Linked DNA regions of Sus scrofa: all the other regions are linked to region 1. The links are chromatin contacts, called in public HiChIP or PLAC-seq maps. All regions are on one chromosome and are shown on one strand. The core of a region is the stretch at or near the end of the contact, and the rest is flanking DNA. Distances in the headings are between cores, read along the strand shown. Region 1 holds the start of LOC102167165. Region 2 holds the start of FASTKD2 (FAST kinase domain-containing protein 2, mitochondrial). Region 3 holds the start of PIKFYVE (1-phosphatidylinositol 3-phosphate 5-kinase).

Region 1 (4,983 bases), core at 957-3,456:
AGCTTGAGTATGAGTTGGACAGTTTTTGGCAGAGGGCATTTGAAGATACTGGAAAAGGATGAGATCTCTAGGAAAGTGCGTATGGTGGGTCTCAAGAAGAGTGCTCAGCTTAGCAGGATTGCCGTATTGAGGAGGTGGCTAAAGGAGAGGCTGTCTGTTTAAAAAAAAAAAAAAAAAAAAAAAAAGAGGTAAAAGGAAAAACTATAAGAGTGGAGGGAAGAGCACATTTGGAGGAGAGAATGGGCAATCGTATAAAAATGCCAGAATGAGGTCTTGAAGATGATGACTGACGCTTGTCTGGGAAAATTCAGAGCTGCTTCAAGGGTGTGGTAACAACAGAAGCTAGACTGGAGAGGAGTGGGACATGAGAGAACGCCCATGGGATAAGAGACAATTGCGTGTGGAGAGGGAGTTAAGGAGAGGTATCTTAAAGAAATGAGAGACTTAGCCTCGTTCAAGTACTAGACAGAAATGCCAATAGAGAAGGAAAGGTTGACAATAACGCAAGGAAAGGGGAGTATTCTTCAGCCCAAAGAGAGTGCAGGAGGGGCTCTAGAGTACCAGGCTAGGGAACTCTCACAGGAAGTCAGTACGGGGCGGGGCCTAGATTTGGATACTCTCTTGCTTCCTGAAAGATGTTTGCTTTAAGAGCCAGAAAGAGCTATAACAGACATGAAACCCCGGGGAGAGAACTGCCGGTTTCAATAAAAAAAAGGATAATGGAAAGTCAGTATCATGGTCTCGGGTGACCTCTGCGAGAGCAGTTTCAGTAGCTTCGAGGCAACGGCAACGGAAGTCACGCTGCCGGTTTAGAGAGGGAGTAGGTGGCGAAGAAAAGGGTGCAGCGGGTGCAAACCAGCGCCGGAGAAAACGGGTTGTGAAAAGACAGCGACACGGGATGGTGCGGGGCGGGGCGGGGAGGAAGGGAAGACATTCCGAGAGTGTTAAAGAGCAACCTCGGTCAGAGCAGGTCATAGCTAGGAGGCCAAAGATGTGACCGACGGGCCTGGCCACCCTCGCTGCCGCGCTAAACCCCGCCAGGCGCGCGAAGTCCCAGAGCTTCTGCCCCCCGAAACAGAATAGCCCCACTGGCGGCCGCCAGGTTTCTCACTGGATTCTCAGAGCAGAGCCAGCCAGCCTGCCCACAGAGAGGGAAAACCCTCCCCACCAGGACCCACGACGCCCGTGGGCAGGACCGGGTCAGCGCCGCGGCCTTGAGGCCCATCGCCCGGCCGAGGCCCCAGGGGTCAGGGGCGACCGCAGAGCCGCAGCAGCCTTCCTCCCCGCCTCGCAGGACTGCGGACCCGGAGCTGCGTCACCCTCGTCCCGGCAGCGTCTGAAAGTCCCCGAGCCGGCGGTGCTCCGAAGCCCAGACCCGGCTCGCCGTAGCCGCCCTAGAACCCGCCGCTTACCGCCGAAAGGCAGCCGGCGCGGGGGTTTCCAACAAGCCGTCGACACCCCTCGGGAATTCCCCACCCGGCCACACACAAGCCCAACTTCTTCCTGCAAATTTCCGCAGCCGGTTTTATCCGTCTATACCCAGCGAGGAGACGTAGACCACTCCTCCCCACCCTGCCGCCCGCCCCAGCCCACCTTCTCCTTCCCTCATCCCGCGGAACCCCTCCGCCGCGCCCGAGGGAACCCGAAGGTCTTCGGCAAGTTCCGCCTCCAGAGCGGAGGGCGGGGCCGCTCGAGCTCCACCGGGCCGAGCTCGGCTGTTTCCGTGCGCGGCCGCTGCGCACTCGGCACTGGGCGGCGCTGGCTGGCTCCCTGGCTGCGAGTCCTCAGTCGGCGGCGGCTGCTGCTGCCTGTGGCCCGGGCGGCTGGGAGAAGCGGAGTGTTGGTGAGTGACGCGGCGGAGGTGTAGTTTGACGCGGTGTGTTACGTGGGGGAGAGAATAAAACTCCAGCGAGATCCGGGCCGCGAACGAAAGCAGTGACGGAGGAGCTTGTACCACCGGTAAGAGGAGCAGGAGGAGGAGGCAGGAGCCGGAGAGAGCCGGGGGGACGGAGGGGGGACGGGGAGGCGCCGGACACCCGCGCTCGGGGCCTTCCCCTCGCAGGAGGGGCCGCGGTAAAGATGGAGCCTCCGCCCGAGCCCCACACCATCGCCGCCGCTCGCAGCGAACAAAGAATAATGGCGGCGGACTGGAGCCAGCGGCGGCCGGGGCGGCAGCGACTCTGCCTGCAGCCAGCGGCGGCGCTCATGGCGGGGGGCGGCGGGCGGGGTGGGAGCCGGCGGCCGGGGGTGTGTGCGGGCGGCCGGCCGCGGAAAGCTGGCGCCCGCGTTCCCGCCGCCGCCGCCGCCGCCGCCGGGCCGGGCGCGGAGCCGGGAGCCCGGAGCCCGGAGTCGCCCCGGGGGAGGCCGCCCGCGGGCCCGGCCCGGCCCGGCAATGCCCACCGCGCCGCTCGCCGGCCCCCGCCGCCCGCCTCGCCCCCGGCCCAGCCTGACCCGGCCCGCTGTCCGCCGGGGCAGCGCGCCGGGGTGCCCGCGGGGGGTGGAGGAGGAAGAAGGCGACAGTTGAGGGCAGAGGAGGTGAAGGTGCCTGCCTTCCTGGTCGCCTCCGTGTCTGCCATGCCCGCTTCGCGAGGGGAAGCGCTGCTGCGTCTGACCTACTCTCCTCTCCACTCTCTTTGTGCAATAAAGTTCGAAACCCAAGGTTTCCTCTCGTACTGTATTTTATTCACGCCTTTTCCCTCGGCTCCCACCCCACTGGGAAAATGCTGTTTTCTGTGCTTTTCTGCTTAGATGAGGCGATGAGAACTCGCGCTTTTTAAGATAATTTTTGACTCTTTGCTCACCCTCTTTTTTTTTTTTTTAAGTTAGTAGTCATGGAAATGCATTCTTTGGGGGAGGAAGGGGGTGCTAAGAAAAACATATTTGTAATAACTTTTTAAAAACTGTTGGGATCTTGTAAAAGGGAAGCTGATGTTTGAGAACAAGTTTCGGTTTTAACCCTTTTCAATAAGGTTAATGCTCACTTGAGAGCTATCATTCTGAAACACTTCGTTGAAACGAATATTAGGCGATGTACTTTTGTTTTACATCACTTTTTTTTTTTTTTTTTTGGCCTGACGTGCCTTTGGCGTTGGGTCTTCAAGATCTACCCTCGAACCCCTACCGTGTTTCTCACGCAAATAAGAGATTGGTTAATACTAATTCTAAAAATAGGTATCTAAAAGTATCCATTATCTGTCTCCTGTACTAGGTAACCCCAGCCTCAGACCGACAATAATTTAAACCACAAGATTTATTTTTTCTTTGCCTGTTAGGGAAAAGGGACAGCAGAAAAGTCATTGACACATCAAAGATTAAAAGACAATTTTTAAAGGACCAGAGATATGACCTATTTAAGTTTGTCTTACTTCCCTTCTTGAGAAGTTAGAATTTCGTGCTAGCCTTAGCTTGCTTCATTTCTGCCTTCTTAAAGTTAAGTATAAAAGATGCTTTTCGTCGCCAGCTATTGAAATCTTTTACACTCATTTCCTAATTTGAAAGTAAAGCCAAAATGGTTATTTTAGGTGGTACAAAAGACGAGCTCGGATTTGTTTTCAAAATATCTGTCACAGTGTGATAGAATTGTGATTGATACAAGGTTTCTTGTTAGGAATAAATATTGTTAGTAGAAGCACTGTCTTCTGATTTTCTCTATCCAAGTCACTTTTGCAAAACCTGCCTTGCTGTATTGCAAGTCTTTAAAAAACCACATTAACATTTTGTCATTGCCAAGAAACTTGATTAAGAAGATATAATAAAGAGTTTTCCCATAGGATTGGAAAGATGTTTTATTTCCAAACACTGAGGAAATTATAGGATTGATGATACTGTAGATTACTGGTTTTCCTTAAGAATTTTTCTGCAAATCCGCATAACTTGGGAAGAATTTTTTTCCCTTTAGAGAGACAATGACTCTGATTTTGTGAAAGTTTTAAAAAATGTTTTCCGATGGGCTTTTTTCTTCAGTCTTATCCAAAAGATCTTTTAAATTTTATTTATAAATTCATAATCTGTAATTCTTAGCAATCTCAGGTTAGATTCAAACTTGTGTATTCTTTAATATTTGAATATTCATTTGTAGCTTGGTACTAAGTTGTACTTTTGTTCCCTTCCAGGGGCTAGCAAAAATTACAGTTAAATCTGCTTAAACCTTTTTTCTTTCTTTTTAATGGACATATTTAGAAAAGCATTGAGTCTGACACAGATTGAAAAATGTTAAAGGGACACTTCTTATGAAATTTAAAATTTCAGTGTTACCCCTTTTGAATTTTTTTTCCGCCGCATAAGGACCTAAGGAAACTTAGAAACCTGATTCATAAAATAGCACCTTCCTTTTTCTCCTTTCTGAAATTTATATTATTGATTAGATCTGATTAATAGAAAATGTTTCTTCATAGAGAAGTAGCTTTATTTTGTCTTTCAATCTTAGATATTGAATTTTGTTTTGGTAATAGTAAAACCAAATATATATCCCCCACTTTACTTCATTTGAAAAATCTTTCTACCTTTTTTACACAGTAGAAAAAAATGATTTACTTGTAATCTAATGCTTAAAATGTATCACTGAAATTTATAATTTCATTTATTCTATAAATATCTTACCAGGTGTAGTTAAATAGACTTGTTTATAGCCACCCTGAGACCTAATCTTGTAAGCATATCTTTCTTGTGTATAGTGTCACTTCCAGTGACCTCTCCTTTATTGAGTTAGAGCCCAAATCTGAATTTAAGGATATAGTAGATAGGGAATGGAAAAAAATGAAAGAATCTTACTCCTGTATACTCATTTTTGCATTATCACTTGTGACACAATTTGTTAGCACTTACTGTGACAGAGAATGTAGTTAATGGAAAGAGTATTGGGTTTGGAATCACAGGCCTGGGTTTGAATCCTGCTAGGCCTCTGCTATTTTGTGCCTACACTCAAGGAATTTTGGGACTTACCGGAGGTCTGGACCCCTCTCAGCCTTAGTTTCCTTATCTGTT
Region 2 (4,983 bases), core at 947-3,446, 680 kb before region 1:
GCAGCAATGCTGGATCCTTTAACCCACTGTGACAGGTGGGGTATCAAAAGTGAGCCTCCACAGTGACCCAGGCCACTGCAGTCAGATTCTTAACCCATTGCACCACAGCAGGAACTCACTCAATTCCTGCTGAATGTCTCATAGGCACTTGCCATGTCTATGACAGACTCTGCCACCATTCTCCCACTAAATATGCTCTTTCTCTTATGTTCGTATGTCTATTTACTCAGTTATTTAAGAATAAGAGTACCCAAAGTATGAAGCCTACTATTCTGCTTTCTTTCAATGACTCCTCTTCTACACAGTTAAGCAAACTACTGCTTGGGAATAATTTTAACTCTTTCCTCTCCCTTGTATCATTCCTCCATCCATTTAAGTGTATAGTTGTACAGATTCTGTTTCCCTAACACTTCTCTAATCCATTTGCTTCTTTCGTTTTCCATTGTCTACCATCCTATCATTATCTCCTTCCTGGGCTATAGAACCTAACTGGACTCTGGGCATCCAGTCTATTTCTTCTCACACTGCAGTGACAACACTCAGGTAAAATGCATCTCCTTCCTAAAACCTTCCATGTACTTCGGATAAAGTTTAAAATACTGAACATGGCTCATAAGAATTTGCATTATGTCATGCTGGCCTCAACTGATGACAGTGTCTTTCTTGTACTCTATATTCCAACCCTACTTAATCTAGTTGCATTTTCTGCTTATTGTTTACTCTCAAGAATCATCCAACTACCTCTCCTCATTCCAGTCCCATGCCTTGCTACTGGTGTCTAAATTACTCTCTTCCTCCCTACATCCTCTCTGATAGGTAACACTCATCTTTCGGGATTCTGTTTAAAAAAATCACTTTCTCTGGGAAGTCTTTGCCTAAGTAAGGTCCCTTGCCACTACTCCTACAGAACCTGGCCCTGCCACTCTCATAAATGTAACATTCTTTGTACATCTGCTTACCACTGTCTTCCCAGCATATCAGCCATTGCTCAAAAATATCCTTCTAAATGAATAAAGAGGCGAAGGAAATAGGTTTTTCAGATGGAAGATGTCAATTTGTTAATGCATCAAAGAGGCCAAATAAGACAGGGACTGGACAGCTTTTTAAAAATCATTGGTGACTTCAGCGAAGACCATTTCTGAAAGGATGTAGAAGTAGAAGCCAGACTGAGTGGAAGAAGGACCTGAAGATAAAAGAGCAGTCTACTCTTTTGAGAAACTTGCTGAAAAGAAAAGGAGGCAGGTGCAATAGCCTGTTGCAGTAAAAGTTCCTTCAGTGGCTTTCTGGATGCCAGGCAACATTTCCAATCCTTCTCCTCCATTGCTGACAACGTGTATTTCCTAAAATGCCAACTAATTAAGATATTCTCCTGATTAAAATTTTTAAATGACTCCTCATGGCTTTCAAGATACAGTTCAAACACCTTTGCTTGGTGTAACTGAAGTGCAAAGATCTGGCTCCTGCTCCCATTCTACCCCCAAGTCCACTCACTTCCTCTATATCCAGACCGTACCTTAGGCCTTGAGACTTGCAGCCTCTATGCCTTTTTCTGGAATGTTTTTTTTTATTCCAAATCCTCACAAACCAGCTCTTATAACACCTGCCAAAGCCCCGTGCACATGTCCCTCATTGCATTAATCACACTATACCAAAATTACTTGTTTACACGCTTCTGTATCCCACAAGACTGAAAGGCCCTCGAAGGCAGGAATGTCTTTCCCCTCACTGTGTCCCCTGCTTCCATCAGTGCTTTGCACACAATCACTGCCCAATAAACATCTTTGAATGAAAGCGTAAGAAAGCCAGGGTGGTCCATGTAAAGTCTGGAGTTGCTAGAACAGAGGCCAATTAAGAAGATCACTGCCAAGGGGCCATAGGAGGTGAGCAGTTGTTGCTGTTCTGAGCGATCTCCAGAGGGACGCGGGGATCACTCACCCGCGAGCACGAATTTGGCCATGAAGTTGGGATGCAGCAGCTGGAACCGCGGCTTCACGGTTTCCAGGCAACCACGACGCCAGGACCCAGCGCAGGCGCACTCCGAAGTTGAGCGAGAAGTTTTGACTCCCAGCTGGAGAAGTTAGGTGTTAGGCTACAGGGTTTTACACTGCTATTAAAAGTTCTGTGGTCTCCACCCTTTCTATCCCTGCAGCTAAGAAAAACCAATCATTCTTTTCGTGAAACTAAGTAATTCTTTCCAAGCGCCGCGAACGTACACTTTTTGACCTATGAAGGATCCGTAAAATCTCGCGATACTCTCCGCTCTCGGGGAAGTGGTGGTGGCTGTGCCTTGGTAAGACCACGGGGTTCTAGTCTAAGGTGAGTGGAGGACTGGTATAGGTGGAACAGTTGGCCGTACGCCCTAGACCGCTTGTCTTTTGGAGAAGGGTCTCAGGAGTTGCCCCAGAAGTGAGTCTCGGGTGGTGGGTTAATACTGGAACGCACAGCTCCGGAAGGACGGACTCCGGACATGGGTCCTGAGACCCGGTGAGAGTAGCTGGTGTATCTCCCTCCCAAGCGCCAGCCATATGTAGACATCACTCTATTTTGCTGCTTCCTCTCCTGAGCTGTTCTGTTTGTCCAAGTCCTTATTCCTAATAGTCCGTGTTTCAGCCGTTGTTAAATCTTCGTGTTAAAAAGTAGCCATCAATGTTAAACGCTTTTCATTGAAGACACCGCCAAGGCAGTGGTAACATAAAACCCCTTACTGCAGAGGAAGCTTTGTAGGAAAACTTTTCCATTAGCAACCCACATCATTTTTTTTTTTTTTTCCAAAACCTTAGTTTACACAAAAACAACTTCCAAAGTAACTGCTCCTTTATGGACTGTGTGTACACACTGTTGTAGAAGTATGGAAGCCCATACTGATAAATGGTTTCACCCTTTTAACATAAATCTTGAATATTTTCCTAGATTCCCACTTTAGTCTCTGTTGAATGCATTTCGTATTTTTAAGTAGAAGTTTTATTCTAATTCTTATTTCTTTCCTAACGCTTTCCCCTACAGGAAATGATGGCATGTGCTCTCTTTCCTTAGTAGAAGTGACAGCGACATGTGAGTCATATTGAGGACTTTAAAGCCATTTGAAAGTGTTTCGGTGGCTAGCAAAATGAATAACAGAACAGGTTCCTTTTTATGGAACCTCAGACAATTCAGTAGTTTAGTTCCATCCGGCAGAACTGTGAGGCTGTATCCTTTGGGATTTTGCAGACGACAAATTGTTTATTTAAACTGGAACCAAAGAAGCCTTTTAAATAACTTTGGTAATAGAATGCAGTCATCTATTAGATGTCTCTTTCAGAATGCCTTAATTTTTAAATCTGGAGGTGATGACTTTCAAACAAAGGGCATAAGCACTGCAACAGTCTTTACAGTTGACAGACCACTTTGTTCTAGAAGACTGTCCTTTGACTCAAATCACCCTCTTGCTGCTGATAATGGATTGAAGAAAAACTTTCAACATAAGGCCTCCAAGGAGGATGTTCTCACCAAGGGAACAAAACCGGCCCGGATCAGCTGTAGCACACTGTCTCAGGAGTGTAATTCCCTGAGTGATGTGTTAGATATATTTTCCAAAGCACCTAGGTTTCCTAGTAGTAACTATTTCTCAGCCATGTGGATAGTTGCCAAGAGGATGTCCAGTGACCAGAAGCGCTTTGAGAAACAACTGATGTTTAACCACCCTGTGTTTAGCCAGCTGTGTGAACAAGCTATGAGAGAAGCCAAGATCATGCACTACGACGACCTCCTGTTCAGTCTTCATGCCATAGTGAAGCTCGGGATTCCTCAGAACACGCTACTCGTACAGACTTTGCTGAGGGTGGTCCAGGTAAAATCAAGATATACCTGTTTTAGCATATCTTGAAAGAGTAATAGGAAATAGATATGTAGCCTACTTGAAAGAAACTTATTAGGGAAATGGTAGTGTATATTTGTTTCTACAAATTATATCATTTAGAGACCTTAAGTTAGCTAGACTTGCTGTTGCTTTAGAAATTTATGACACCTTGCCCCATTTTTCTTCTCCAGAATTGAGTAATAGTGATAAGCTAAAATGAGAGATAAAATATACAAGGCAAGTTTAGGTAGTTGAAGGGGGAAGGGAAGGGAAGTAATATGTATTGAGTACCTATACCTTTTACTTCCTTAGTTGTATTTAATCTTCTCATTAGCTTCCTATGGTTGATGTTACCTCAGTTTTGCAGGTCAGGACCTGGATTTTGTGTTAAGCAACTTAGCCGAAGTCTTATAGCTAGTGGATTTGTTTATTCATGCAGTAAATATTTATTGATTGTTAACTATGTATCAATTACTACACTTGTTAACTAGGATGTAAAGATATAGAAGACGTGATTCCTGCCCTTATAATCTAGAGCGGCTGACAGATTTATTGTAGGTAATTGCAAAAATAACCAACATTTGTTTAGTGAATCTTACATGTACCTTGTTATAGGCATTATGCTGAACATACGGAGTAATTACAGTTATAAAATAATGGCCACAAAATTTGGTTGTGATGATCGTTGTACAACTGAAAACAAACAAGAAAAACAATGGCCACATAGAGTTGTCAGTGCACCGAATGAAAAATATACAGAGTGTGTAACAGGGGCTTCAAACCTAGTCAGGAGAAGGCTTTCATGATGGGAAGAGGTGCTGGGGAAGAGGATACAGGATTACTGTTTGAAGCAGTGATGTGTACAGAGTTTGAAAAGAGGATTGCCTCATGTAATTCCCCAGTGTATCTTTTAAAAATAGGTATCGTTACTTTCACTTACCTATAAGGAAATCTAGGCTTAGAGAGGTTAAGTAACTTGCCCAAGGTCACATATCTGTTAATGTCACTGTTTGTAGGTACTTGAGGAATATTTGCTGAGGTGGGTGAACAAATACCTTGTCATAGCAGCACCAAAATTCAAGCCCAGTAGGAGATGATGTCCAGGCTGAGTCCAAGGAATGGCCAGCAGTTAGAAGATTGACAATGAA
Region 3 (4,983 bases), core at 1,748-4,247, 670 kb after region 1:
GTAAAAATAGATTTATTGAGAGAGGTAGACAGAATGTGGCGAAAAGCTATTTATTTTCTATACAAATACAATTAATACATATAGCATAGTACTCTCATCACAATAATCAGATCAGCAAGAATCATGTGTACTCTGACAAAAGTTTTTTTTTTTTTTTCTTTTCCTTTAGGGCTGTACCTGTGGAAGTTCCCAGGCTAGGGGTTGAATCAGAGCTGCAGCTGCCAGCTATAGCCACAGCTACAGCCACAGCAATAGCAGATCCAAGCCTAGTCTGTGACCTAAACTGCAGCTCATGGCAATGCTGGATCCTTAACCCATTGATCGAGGCCAGGATCGAACTTGCATCCTCATGGATACTAGTCAGGTTCTTAACTTGCTGAGCCACAGTGGGAAATCCTGACAAAAGTTTTTGAGGCAGATATTTACATAAAGTATCCTTCTATATTTAAAAAATTCACCTTGAGTTAATTTTGATATCTGGAATGAGGTGAGAATCTAAACTGCTTTTTTTGGAATTGCTGTCTTGGCTCAGCTGTTAGTGAACCCGACTAGCATCCGCGAGGACGTAGGTTTGATCCCTGGCCTTGCTCAGTGGGTTAAGGATCCCCTGTTGCCATGAGCTGTGGCCTAGGTCGCAGCTGTGGCATAGGCTGGGGGCTACAGCTCCAATTGGCCCCCTAGCCTGGGAACCTGCATATGCTGCAGGAACGGCCCAAGAAATGGCAAAAAGACAAAAAAAAAAAAAAAGTGTCTGTCAAATGGCCATTTTATCATTGTTATCTTAAATCTGGAGGCCCCTTAGACTGAGGAGGCTCCAATGTTTTAGTAACCTATGTAAGCAAACCAAAACCCAAGCCTGTAATGCCTCAAGGTTAGAAATATGAAACCAAAGATAACCAATCACAAACAGCCACCTAGACTTTCCCAAATAAGCCATCAGCTCAAGCTATAACCAATCAAATAATTTTCTTGAGTTGCTTCAGCCTCTTTGTAAGTCTTTCCCCTAGCTTCTGTCCATGGAGTGCTTCTAACCTCTTTGCATTTGGGGATGCCCGATTTCTTGCTCAGATAAACTCTTAGACATTTTAATATGTTACCTTTTAACACCGTATATGGAGTTTCTTTTTTTAAAAATGATTTTTATTTTTTCCATTATAGCTGGTTTATAGTGTTCTGTCAATTTCTGCTGTACAGCAAAGTGACCCAGTCACACAGATATATACATTCTTTTTCTTGCATTATCCTCCATCGTGTCTCATCAAAAGTGACTAGATATTGTTCCCTGTGCTATACAGCAGGATCTCATTGCTTATCCATTCCAAATGCCATAGTTCACATGAGGTTTCTATATACATTAGTGTATTGACTGGGGTATCCTGTTCATTTGGTCTCTTGATTTAATTTACACTTCATGGTAGGTGTATGAAACATTCATGTCACCAGGCTAATTACAAGGGGTGGGTTTGCTTTTCTTTCTGTTTTTGGAAGGCATAGACTTGAGCATGTTTACAGGCTGAGGAGGAAGAGTTATTGAAAAAAGAGAGGTTGAAGATATGGTGGAAACTCCCACGGGAGATCTGAGAGGGTGGATTGAGAGCTGCGAAGATTGATCGGGGAAAGAAGAGGCTTCTTTCTCCCAGAGATGAGGACAGGAGTCAGGTCAGGGTAGATGTGGATGCAGGTAAATGTCATGGGGGTGGTTAGTTAGGAATCAGACCCAACACTTGGGTTATTTCATTTGTAGATGAAATTCTCTTGTTGAGTATGATAGTGAAGGTCACCAGTGGTGGCGTGGGGTAGCAGTAGTGAGGAATGGAAGAATTTGACTACCAACTCCCCGGCTGATTGCTGAGGGGCCCATCTGAAGATGGTGACCAGGATTTATACTGCTATCAGCCTTCAGGTTTGGATACTACTCTGAGAAGACACAACTCAAGGAAAACTGGGTGCTGATTTGCCAAAATTCTTGTGGGGAAAGGGCCTGCAGAATTAAATTAAAATAGCAAAATGATGGATAAGGCTGGTGAGGACGATAAAGCGAGACAGGGATTGGTGACTTTATTTGCGCCAGTCCTTGCAACAAAAAATTTCAGTGAAAAAATTAGCTGTAGAGCTAACATCACTTATTCTGGATTAGACACTATGCCAAATTCTTTTTTTTTTTTTTTTTTTTTGGTCTTTTTGCCTTTTCTAGGGCCGCTCCCGCGGCATATGGAGGTTCCCAGGCTAGAGGTCCAATCGGAGCTGTAGCCACCGGCCTACACCAGAGCCACAGCAACGTGGAATCCGAGACGCGTCTGCAACCTACACCACAGCTCACGGCAACGCCGGATCCTGAACCCACTGAGTGAGGCCAGGGACCGAACCCACAACCTCATGGTTCCTAGTCGGATTCGTTAACCACTGCACCACGACGGGAACTCCTATGCCAAATTCTTTACGTACAATGTTTTATTTAATCTTCAAAAAATTATCTGTGAAATGGGTACTGTCATTAACCCCATTTTACAGATAAGAGGTTTGGAACTTAAAGCAATAAGTAATTTGTTTCAGGTTACAGGGCTCATTGGCAGAATCACTCTAGTCTGACAACAGTTTTTGCTCTAGGTGCTCTATATTACTCAAAGGAACGTCAGTCCATAAGAATGCCGAGCCTGGTAATATATGTGTTCGATGATGTTGGTGCCCACATCATCGAACACATACGGTAACTGCAATCTAGTCAGCACCCATCCGCTGACCCGGCACGCGTGATGCTCACGCGCGCAGTCGCGGTGGCTTCCTCCAGAAAGGCTGAGGCGGCTTTATCTCGGTCAAGGTGTCGAGCACGACTCTATCTGGGCTGGACTCTTTCTGTCTGAGCGTCTGATCCGAACGTCCTGCAGGCGGGGCGGGGAGGGCGGAGCCGGGCCCTGGGAGAGTGGCGGATTGGAGGGGAGGAGGAACAGAGGGCGGAGCCTTGGGGGGGAAGCGAGAAGCCGCAGCAACCATGTAAGCAGCTTTGCTTCCTGCCGCAACCGCCGGCGGCCTGAGTAGCCGGCGCTGTCCTTTCTAGTCGCCTTCCTGCTCCAGAACTGGGTGAAGCCGAGGCTGGGGTGGAGGGAGGCCAGCGGGGCTGGGGCAGGAGGCGCAGGTAAGGGAGGGGGCCTGGCGCGCGGCCGGCTGGGCCTGAGGGTGGGGAGGAAGGCGGGTTTAAGAAGCTCTGGGGCGGAGCGGAGGGGAAATCCGAAGTGAAGGCGAGAGCTGGGGCTTCACTACCGCGGCTGGAGGCCGGGCTGTGGCCGAGGCAGGGCAAAGAAGAGCAGGAGAACCTGTCCCCTCAGTCAGCCGGCTCCTTAATTCCCCAGCTGCCCCTTGCCTGGCGAGTGGGGAAGGGAGCCGGGTGGGGCTGCGCTTTAAGAGGTTTCCTTGGAAACCTCTGAAGTTCCCTTGCTCCTCCTCTTGTCCCGTGCACTTGAGCTGGTTTCTGAGATGCATAGTCCAGTTCCTCCTCCCTCTGATGGATAAGCTCTGAGCCTTTCTTTCAGAGATGTATTCACAGACTGGGCAAGAAAGTTCCTAATTTGCAGAAACGACACTAACAATGGGGTTTCAAATATGTATATACTCCCTGCTTCTGCTATTTGAGGCTTTACCATGTGTACCTATGTTTCAAAGTCTCTTGAGGAGAGGATTTCCCAGTTCGTATTTTCCCCTTGTTTAGAACGTTCCCAACAAAAGGTCGAGAATGGAATATAAAAATGAGGCATCTCCTGTTCAGTACGTAAGTTATTATTAAGACATTCAGGAAATATGAGAAATACTGGAATTCAGTATTAAGTTATTTTTATTTACCTGATGAATATATATATGAAATTATCCTGTACTGATTCAGCGCCTCCTTTTGTAAAATTATTCCTGTACTGACCGCAGAGGTAGTTTCTTGGTATATTGTGCTGTCTTATTTTTGATTTATTTGAATCATATTTCTGAAATATTTGAGTCTTGTTTTCCGGCACTCCCAAACTCCCACTATAAAAATTCCAGCAAAAAATATTCTTAGTTTCTTTGGGTTGGATTCGAGTTTGTGACGAAGATGGGCGGGTGAAGTTTCTTCTGCAGAGAGAGTCTACTCTCCTGTGTCCTCCCTTTTTCTTCTTTCTGGGAAGTCATATGGATCATGTGGTTTTCCTTTAGAAAACCTTGATCTGTTGGTACATCGATCAAAAGTTGAACCAAAAAATCTTTGTAGGTGGAAAATAATGCTTCTAGTATTCAGCTGTCCTGCATTGTTAGGTATGTATTGAGTACTTAAAAAAAGTATTCGGTACTTAGAAATGACTGAGCTGATACTTGGATTTTTCTGTCTGTTAAAATTTTGTTTTGGCTCATGGAGCAGGCTTATTTTCAACATCTGATTAGCTTTTTGATAGTGGGTCTGCATACACTAGTAGGATTCCTCACTAGTGCTGCTGATACACGAGTGGTTTTTGAATGAGTAAGTTAATACTTATAATTACTTCTCGGATAGGAAAGCGTCCTAGTTTATATCGAAGTTTTAAGCTACCAGGTAATAAGGGTGGTAAGGCAGTTTTTTCAGGATCCTGATATCACTATGTAGTTATTGAGATGAACTCTGTGATTATATTTGTTTCAGAAATTACACTTGGTGAGTGTGCTCACGGTAATTTTTATCTTTTATCTTCAAAGCCTAATATGTGGGTGACCCTTAGGCGTGATGCTAAGACTCTGGGGAGGTTGCTGCCTCTGCTTCTCATGTTACTTGTGTCAAAAGTAGGATGTAGGGTGTTCTCCAAGGCCTTCAGGTTGTTTTTGAGGTCACATTATCCTTTCTCCCAAGTGAAGTCTCTGCCCCCCCTTCCCCTTTTTGAGTTTACACTTCATTAATCGCCACCTAATTTCCCAACCCTTTATGCTGGAGTATGGATTGTCCTGACACTTTAGAAGGACATGTCCTTTCCCTCTTTCCTTCCTCCTTTTCTC

What was found. HiChIP or PLAC-seq counts read pairs in DNA pulled down with a chosen protein or histone mark.
Region 2: an H3K27ac HiChIP or PLAC-seq map of skeletal muscle shows a contact between it and region 1, with 5 times the contacts expected there. The contact joins the promoter of FASTKD2 here to the promoter of LOC102167165 in region 1. A contact is called at or near these places in 1 of 5 promoter capture datasets (fetal liver) and 2 of 2 datasets of contacts at active chromatin or transcription factors (alveolar macrophages and skeletal muscle).
Region 3: a contact with region 1 is called in an H3K27ac HiChIP or PLAC-seq map of alveolar macrophages. The contact joins the promoter of PIKFYVE here to the promoter of LOC102167165 in region 1. A contact is called at or near these places in 1 of 5 promoter capture datasets (liver), 5 of 47 Hi-C or Micro-C datasets (embryonic fibroblasts, heart right ventricle, liver and 1 more) and 1 of 2 datasets of contacts at active chromatin or transcription factors (alveolar macrophages).

What each region holds. Positions count from the first base shown.
Region 1 is chr15:110,703,818-110,708,800 of Sscrofa11.1, forward strand. It overlaps LOC102167165, which reads right to left and starts at 2,207. Exons shown (of 3, transcript XM_021074736.1): 1 at 2,009-2,207; 2 at 1,594-1,947. The coding sequence starts at 2,207. It overlaps CREB1 (cyclic AMP-responsive element-binding protein 1), which reads left to right and starts at 1,731. Exons shown (of 9, transcript XR_002339130.1): 1 at 1,731-1,959.
Region 2 is chr15:110,019,202-110,024,184 of Sscrofa11.1, forward strand. It overlaps FASTKD2 (FAST kinase domain-containing protein 2, mitochondrial), which reads left to right and starts at 2,197. Exons shown (of 12, transcript XM_005672124.3): 1 at 2,197-2,316; 2 at 3,004-3,826. The coding sequence starts at 3,107. MDH1B (putative malate dehydrogenase 1B) reads right to left here and starts at 2,036. Exons shown (of 12, transcript XM_021075195.1): 1 at 1,936-2,036.
Region 3 is chr15:111,369,220-111,374,202 of Sscrofa11.1, forward strand. PIKFYVE (1-phosphatidylinositol 3-phosphate 5-kinase) reads left to right here and starts at 2,998. Exons shown (of 43, transcript XM_013984434.2): 1 at 2,998-3,133.